Linked DNA regions of Gossypium hirsutum: region 1 is linked to region 2. Evidence: chromatin contacts called from public Hi-C data. All regions are on one chromosome and are shown on one strand. Each heading gives the region's core, a stretch centred on a gene start, on an enhancer-like site or on the middle of the called end of the contact. The rest is flanking DNA. Distances are from core to core; before and after follow the strand shown.

What was found. Hi-C and Micro-C count contacts between places; a contact is called where the count stands out from the background.
Region 1: a contact with region 2 is called in a Hi-C map of leaf, with 3 times the contacts expected there. The contact joins the promoter of LOC107897703 here to the promoter of LOC107897705 in region 2. A contact is called at or near these places in 7 of 34 Hi-C or Micro-C datasets (anther and leaf).

The regions. Positions count from the first base shown.
Region 1 is chrA06:19,658,803-19,662,751 of Gossypium_hirsutum_v2.1, reverse strand. It overlaps LOC107897703 (vacuolar protein sorting-associated protein 2 homolog 1), which reads right to left and starts at 1,738. Exons shown (of 4, transcript XM_016823240.2): 1 at 1,488-1,738; 2 at 198-277. The coding sequence starts at 1,524.
Region 2 is chrA06:19,526,788-19,530,998 of Gossypium_hirsutum_v2.1, reverse strand. LOC107897705 (protein Brevis radix-like 4) reads right to left here and starts at 2,162. Exons shown (of 6, transcript XM_041115295.1): 1 at 1,710-2,162; 2 at 1,454-1,612; 3 at 1,000-1,373. The coding sequence starts at 1,579. LOC107897707 (phospholipid:diacylglycerol acyltransferase 1) reads left to right here and starts at 2,407. Exons shown (of 7, transcript XM_041115292.1): 1 at 2,407-3,621. The coding sequence starts at 3,185.

The DNA.
Region 1 (3,949 bases), core at 489-2,988, 130 kb before region 2:
TCCCATACATGGTATGGAACAGGGCATATATCAAAAGTTTTTGTAATAGCCCCTCCCCAATTATAGCTATCGACTTCCATCTACTTAACAAGCATCAGAAGTGTGGCCATAATTTTCTATGTCAAGCACTTAGGTAAAACAAATTGCACACTTAGAAGTCATTGACACAGATAAAATGCAAGGATAAAAGTACATACTTGAATTCTAAGAGATACACCCTGGAGCTGTGATTTGAGCTTATAAAACTTTTCAATCTGATGGCGTGTCCGGATAAGGTCTTTTGCCATCCCTCAAATAAAATCCCGAGAACAAAATATTTAAAGGATAGTAGGCTCGGTGGACAGCAAAGCCCATTCATGTCAATAAGAAACATGCAGATCATATACAATAACTTTTAAATCTGAAAGTTAAAAGAAACCTACTTTCACAAGATAAGAGATGCGAAATACAATATTGAAGCTCAATTAGACAAGAAATGACTACACTAGTCCACTAATACGAAGCAAAATAGACATACACATTACTCAAGCTACCAAATTGCCGCAAGTGTAATTGATGCATTTTGTTTAAAATGAGTGAGATGAAAAAGAAAAATAACTCATCATATCTATCTGTGAAGTGGTAGAGAACAATCAGCAATAAATCGATATGATCCTAGCAAACATGTCATTCACACATAAAACTAATCATCAAACATCGAATCAAGCCAGTACATAATCAAAATCACCAATAAAGCAACCTCATTTATACCAAAAAAATAAAAAAGGCTTCACATAACTGACTAAAACATAAAAATGCCAAGCTAATAAGCTCTCAATTAGATATACCAATTTTTTAAGAGAAATTTTAACTACGCATAAGTAAAAATGTTGAGCAAAAATAGAAAACAAAATTGTAAAAAATATATGTAACACACCATCTGCCCTTGCTTTGCACTTTTCTTAATCTCAGCAATCAGTTTCTTTTCCTTGCCTTTCCCTCTCTATCTCTCTAATAGATTTGTCGAGCATCTGCTTATTTTCTCGCAGAAGCTCTGAAAAAATATATGTATATCTACAATACAAAATGACTTGAGAATCCGGCATTAGGGGAAATGAATTGAGAACCACAAAATACACAATTCACCCAATTTGTTTGCTTGATCTTTGATACACTAAAGTGACAGGCTCAATAAAGTGCAAAAACCTTACTTTTAGAAATTTGAACTAGCAAACTACCATACAATTACTCGATCCTAAAATCCAAAATTAAACCAAATAAACAAAATAAAGCATTCGAATTCCTGTCATTAGCAGAATTCACAACTATTTCTAAAACTATAAGAAACATACTACTTCAATCGAAATCCTTAATTCTAATTATTCAATTACCAAAGCCCTCAATATAAAATCACATCATCAAATTCAAATACGAACAGATCACAACAAAATTAGTAGCGATTTTCGAAATTAATACAAATTCTAATTATTTGAAAACAAAATTGATACCTGCAGGGGTATTTCTATTGCCAAAGAGGAAACTCATGTTCGGTCGATGCTACGAAAACTGTCCCAAAACGATTTGGTAGTGGCTACGGCGATCTGATCTGGTATAAAAACGCATCGGATGTACACCACAAGAGATTGCTTCTTCGAGGTGGTTTGTTTGATCGCTCGGCCGCCAAGACAACTTCTTTGCTACTTTACTCCGTACATGGACAACGGCTGCTAAGGAATGGAATCGGGTATAGACAAATGGTTAATTTCTGTTATTAGTCCTTCTACTTTTAAGAAAGTTACGTGGATTTAGTCTCCATGCTTTAATTTAATTATTTTTGATCTCTGTATTATATTTAATTTTAATACTCACTAAATAATAACAGTTAAATTGATTAGGTTAAGTTTTGTTATTTTCAAATTTTGGGTAGAAAAATATTATTTATGTCAATATTAAAATTTTAGATTTTGAAAAAGTATAGATTAAATAGATATAGCCTTAAATAGATTTAATCGGATCAAGACTAAAAATTTTTAAAAAAAAGTGGAAGAGGTAAAATTATAATAATCAAATCCATTTTCCCACGTGGCTGCATCTGAGTGGTAGGGTCCAGTCTTTATTACCAGGCTGGCTCTCTGAATGTTGGGCTTTCTCTTTGCTATGGGAATGGGCCTAGACTGAAGCAGATGCTTACTCGATTAAATTGTATGAATCAAATTGATTTATTAAATAAATTCGGTTTGTGGATTTATTCAGTTGATGTTCAAATCATACCAACGGAATAAACTCTCAACTTTTTATTCATCTAATATGTTAAAAAATAAGTAAATTCAAGTCGTTTCCACTTTCCATCCATTATTTTTGTATTCATTGTTATCTAATAAAAAAATTAATAGTTTAAATGCAAACATTATTAAAAGTTCTCAATTTAATCCTTTCACATTAAAAATATAAATTTATACTATATTATGTTATATGTTATAAGTAGTTTGATTTCTATCACACAAAAATTAAGTTTATAATAGTATATAATATTACTATAATGTAAATATTTAAAATATATCATCTATATTTAAAATTTCAATAAAAATATAAAAAAATTAAATTGTAATTACATAAAATTTTGTAAAAAAATTCAAAATAATATAAATGAGTAAATTAATCATTTACAAATGTACTTAAATTTGAGTAAACTCTAAAATCCATAACCTAAACTTAAGCAAACAAATAATATGCTGATTATATATATATATATCATATATTAGATGTGAAAAAAAATTATGTAGTAAATATATTTATAAAAAAAATATATTTTAAAAATCAAATGAAGATTTAGTTGAAATGATAAAAAATTGAAAATCATGGTGTTTTGGGGTTCAAATCTTGTCAAGCATATATATTTTTTTTAAATTTAACTTGAAATGACAAAAAAAAACCATATAATAGTATTTATTATTGTATAAAAAATTCAATAATTACTTATGACACTAAAAAGTAACGTTAACTCAATAAACCACTCAAATATGGTAAAAATAGATATATAAGCTCGGCTAGGAGTGTAAATGAGATATTGATGCTCACAAGATACTTAAGTTCGACTAAAATAATTTAAATTTGCTTCAATAATTATCAAGCTGTGCTCAAATTATCAATCGAGCCAAATTCAAACTTAATAATACTTGATTTAAACAATTTATAAGTCTTATCGAATTTTTTATATTTTTATATTATTAAATTACTTTATTACTCTTAATATATATTATTAAGCTTAAACTTAATATAAAATTTGATAAATGAGGTTTATGGAATATAAACTTAAATTTTAAATGTTGGATGAAATTCGAACGCATCCAACTTCATATTTTAAATGAAAGTCAAGCTTAACAATATTTCAACTAATCTGAATGTGGCCATGAATACCTGTACGAGCGAGTGGTGGTTTTAACAAAACCGTGTTACCTTTTCCTTTTTCTGTTTTTATTTCTGACAGCAAATTTGTGATTAAAAAAGATTATACCCACGCGGTGAGGACTCTCTCTTTTTATCTCAAGTAGCTTTCTCGCATTTAAAACTCTTTTTTATTATTTACTGATTTCTGAACCTTAAAATAATCAATAAAATCGTAGCACACGTGCGCTCGGCGGACATGCTTTGTACAGAGAAGGGCAGGCGGTCACGTGCGGCTTTGTCATCCTCAGTTCTCACTCTCGATTATTTGTATCACACGCGCTCCGCGGTGGGCTTTGCCATGGCCAGCTACAGGGAGCAGAGATCACGTGGCTTGGACCCCACACAGTCTAAACAAGCGAGGCCATTTGAAATTATTGTTAGCTTAAGCACAGTAAATTTGCAAATTAACTACAGTAAATACTGATAATTGCACCTTTTGTGCTGGCAAACATATACACCACTACTAAAATTTTGATTTACATCTCTAATTTATTGGCCTTGTGGTGATAATTGATTTCACTAA
Region 2 (4,211 bases), core at 913-3,412:
CATCCATTGAAAACATGGAAAGGTGAAGGTTGAAGTCGGATCTCTGTTTTGTAGGCAAAAAACGTAAGCTCAAAAAAGGGGTCCAAAATTTTTGTCTTGCACGTAGTTTTGTAGTGGCAAATGATGTGGGCAATCAATCCCCCTTAGTTTAATTGCAGACAGAATGACAAGAAATGGGTCATTAGAAGAAGAAGAGTAGAAGACAATGGGACGGAGAATATGGCGTGAACTGGAATTTTTTTTTGGGGTGGGGGCTTTGAAGAGGCTTGTTCGACAAGACGACAAGGGTGAGTGAAAAAGCTTGCCAACACAATCAATCGTGTCCCACCCACCATTGATGAGGCACAATGAGTTCTCCTTTTGGACTTTTATGGGATTGCTTTTCATTAGGCGTGAAGCCTACTGTTTCACCGTAGGTCCCTCACCTAAATATCCTTGCTTTTCCTGCCGAGGTTGCTAAGGCAGTGTTTGGATGCAGCCATGACAAATCCATCACCATTTATAAGTACAAATTTTACAATTTTAATACTTATCTGTGTTTGAAACGTAAAATAATTATAAGAAAATGAGATTATACTTATTTTTTTTTTAAATCAAGAAATTTAATTACATAGGAAATAAAAAATATAAAAAAATTTGAAAGTTTTAATAACTTAGCTGGTACACTCAATTCAGCAACACATAAATTGACAATCCAAACACAGCTTTAAAAAAAAAAAAAAAGAATGCATGTTAAAGAGTTTAACTAAATATGACAGAGCAAGTCCCAACCCAACAACAAATATTATTGTCTAAAATAATAGATAGGAATTTAAACCAAAACCATTATAACTTTGTATTATTTAACATTTTGTTCGTTTATTGATGTTAACAATAAACTAGGCAGGCATTGGAGCAGTGACGTGACTAGTCCATTTCCCAGCGAATTTCGAAAGTGGAATAAAAATTTCTTAATATGATGGAAAGCGAAAATCCAGAAAAAATAAGTGCGCGGCGCACCTGAATCGTATCCTCTTGAGATCGTTGCCGCCGCGAGGAAGTGAAACAAAGGTAATAAGCACGCCAGGCTCCACCTGAGCCACCCACTCTTTAGGCTCACTTTCTTCGACGAACACGACCGTGTCCACTCGGCGTCCGCTCAACGATTTCGGCGTCCCTTCTCCGCTCGAACTCGACATCCCTTTCAACCTTGCTTCCATCTCCTTCCCCCACGTCCTCGGCGTCGCTGAGCTCGAACTCCCCGTCCGACGATAAGACCATCTGAACCTGTCCGAGTCCGCGTCAGACTCGCCCATGTTCCTCAACCGACTCTGCGCCGTGCAGGGGTTACAGTGCCTGTACGCCCCCGACGCCTTTAGCGCCATGTCCTTCAACTAAACCACACAGTCATTAAAGCCAAACAAAGAACGAAGAACCGGAAAACCTTGACGTCGTAAATCTGAAAGCTAATTACCTGCGAAGTGAGGGATTTGATGGCTTGGTTGTGCTTAGTGTTAGGAGTAGTGGAAGAGTCCATTTCCTCTTGTTGACTCACCGAGTCATCACCAGGTTGCTTGGAACGAGCTATGCACGTCAGCATTGTTGTTTCGAAATTCTCTGAAAGCTGAGAAATCTTCTGTTTAAATAAAAAGCAATACATTGAAAACTACATTTATGATTTGTCAGAATTTGAGAACTAGATTATACAATAAACAAGTTTTCGAGTTTACCGTACAGAGAAGCAAAATTTAATGCAAACCCAGAAATCTGAGGATCAGTGGTGGGTAAGAGAGAACTAAGGGTTTTTTTTCTTTCTTTTTTCCTCTGAAGTTTCAGGGACCTGGAGCCCGATATTCGAGACTCAGGTAGCTCTTTAATGATGCCACGTTTAATTAAAAAGGATCAAAGATTCTCTGCGCCAACCCAAAATAAAAACAAAATTAAACAACAAAAAGGGTTTTAATAAAAGAAAAGAAAAAAGATGGAAGAGATAAAACCAAATTATAATCTCCTCAATCTCATCGAAGGAGCTATGGGTCTAATGGGATAAATGCACTCATTGCACTGCAGTTGTTGCTGTATATTGGTAGTAGAAGAGTGTGGTTGGTGTAGGCCGTTGCTGGGCTCAGATGATGTTTCCTTTACCTTTTTAATACACTGTGTGATCCGATGATGAAATGATTGGTGCGTGATGCTGATTGCTGAGCTTCTGCTTTTGTTTTTTTCTCAGTTTTCAAAAAGCCCACTGGAGAGACTCGATGGGCTTAGTTTCATCATTGGAAGGCCGAAGAACTCGTTTAACTTGGGCTATGTTATCAACTCGTGAGTGCCATTAATAATGATAGTGAGAGATTTGGCATTTGTGCATGTTGATCATTTACCATCTACCTGAAGTGGTGTGGTGTATCAGATCTTCCAACCCATTTCCAAAACAAATTTCCTTTTATTACTAATATTGATGTAAAACTTTTGACAGAGGGTTGTCTGTTTTAGAACTAGTTTAATCATTCTCAACAACCTAGTGTTGCGGGTTTGTGTTTTTAGGGCAATTGGTCAATATAAATTGAGGCAAATTGGAGCTGAAAAATCATTGATTTAATTGCAGGAACGTGTACATCGTTGAGCGATTCGGGTCTATCTACACATATCCGCTCCCACTCACGTGGCTTCCATTCCCAAGCGTATATGTCAGAAAGCATCTTTAGTTTTTGGCACATAACAAACATTATTAATTACTCCGAAATATTAGACTCAAAACACCTCTCCAACCTCCAATCACCGTTGAAATCCACCCATTTCTAATTTCCATCACCACCGCCGTCTGATGCTTTGACCACCGTAGTTTCTATCGTCAATCCGGCGGCTCCCAACAGATTATACCGCAGGCTCAGGCTTTAAAAAAAGTCCAAAAAGGAGACGCTAGCCTCCTTAGCCATCCCCGACCCACAGTGGGACCCTCGCCAGAGGAATCTGGAATATCAAAATAAAGGAGTCTGTTTGAAGCTTAAATAAGACCCAATCTCATACTTCCACCTCTAACTCCGGTGGTGGCTGTCATTATCTTTTATTGTCACCGGCTCAAGTGAGAAGAAAAAAGCCCCCCGCCCCTTTTTTTCTTTCACAATTAATGAGAGTCTTAGTATCAGATTCTCATTAGTCTCCGTTAATGAAACAAACCTGTATTATATTTTGGCATTAAATAACGATGTCGTTTTTGCGGCGGAGGAAGGGGACGGATTCCTCGAAGTCCCAGAACTTACGGTGCAACATCGTAAAGGAAGATGAGAAGAATAACCTATACGAGAGCCCCAGGAAAGAAAGCTATAATTCCAAGAAATGGTCATGTTGGGACAGTTGTTGTTGGTTCATTGGTTTTGTATGTTCGGTGTGGTGGTTCTTGTTATTACTTTACAATACAATGCCTGCTTCGATTCCGCAATATGTAACGGAGGCGATAACAGGGCCGTTGACGGACCCACCCGGGGTCAAGTTGCGGAAAGAGGGCTTGACGGTGAATCACCCAGTTGTGTTCGTCCCTGGGATCGTCACCGGTGGGCTCGAGCTTTGGGAAGGCCACCAGTGTGCTGAAGGGTTGTTTAGGAAACGCCTTTGGGGTGGCTCCTTTGGGGAACTGTATAAAAGGTATTAGCTTTTGCCTTTTACTTTTTCCCCCTTTTTTGGGACTTTTGAGGTTTAGCTATTTAGTGTACGTTTTTCCATTCTGGGTTTTACATTTTTGAGGAATTTTGGCATGTTTGCAAGGTTGTGAATGTTAAAGTTCTTCTCTGATGTTTGCTTAGATTGGAAGTTATTAGAGAAGCTTCCATAAAGCTTACTGATTTCTACATGAAATTGATGTTTGGCTTTGCTTTGCTAAAACTAAAACCTTTTCATTGTTGCAAATGTTTTCTTCTTCTGTTTTTGATTTGATTATGGGACATTAGAAATGCAGCTCTTGTTTTGTGGATTAGAATTTGTAGTGGTGCTCGGATGGGATCATATGTTGTACATTTATCTACTAATTGAGCTTTGGAAAAGAAGTGAGAACATGGATTTAGGTTGTTGCAAGAGTGCGAGTTTCAATATTTTTTTATTTTTCTAGAACCCCAAAAGCTAGGATTTAGGTTGTTTAGTGGAAACTGACATATTTTGGCCTCAATTGCTAAAACTGTTATCTCTCTGCATTCACTTTTCCTATTTTTTCCTTTTCTTTCTTTGTCAATCTTAGTTGT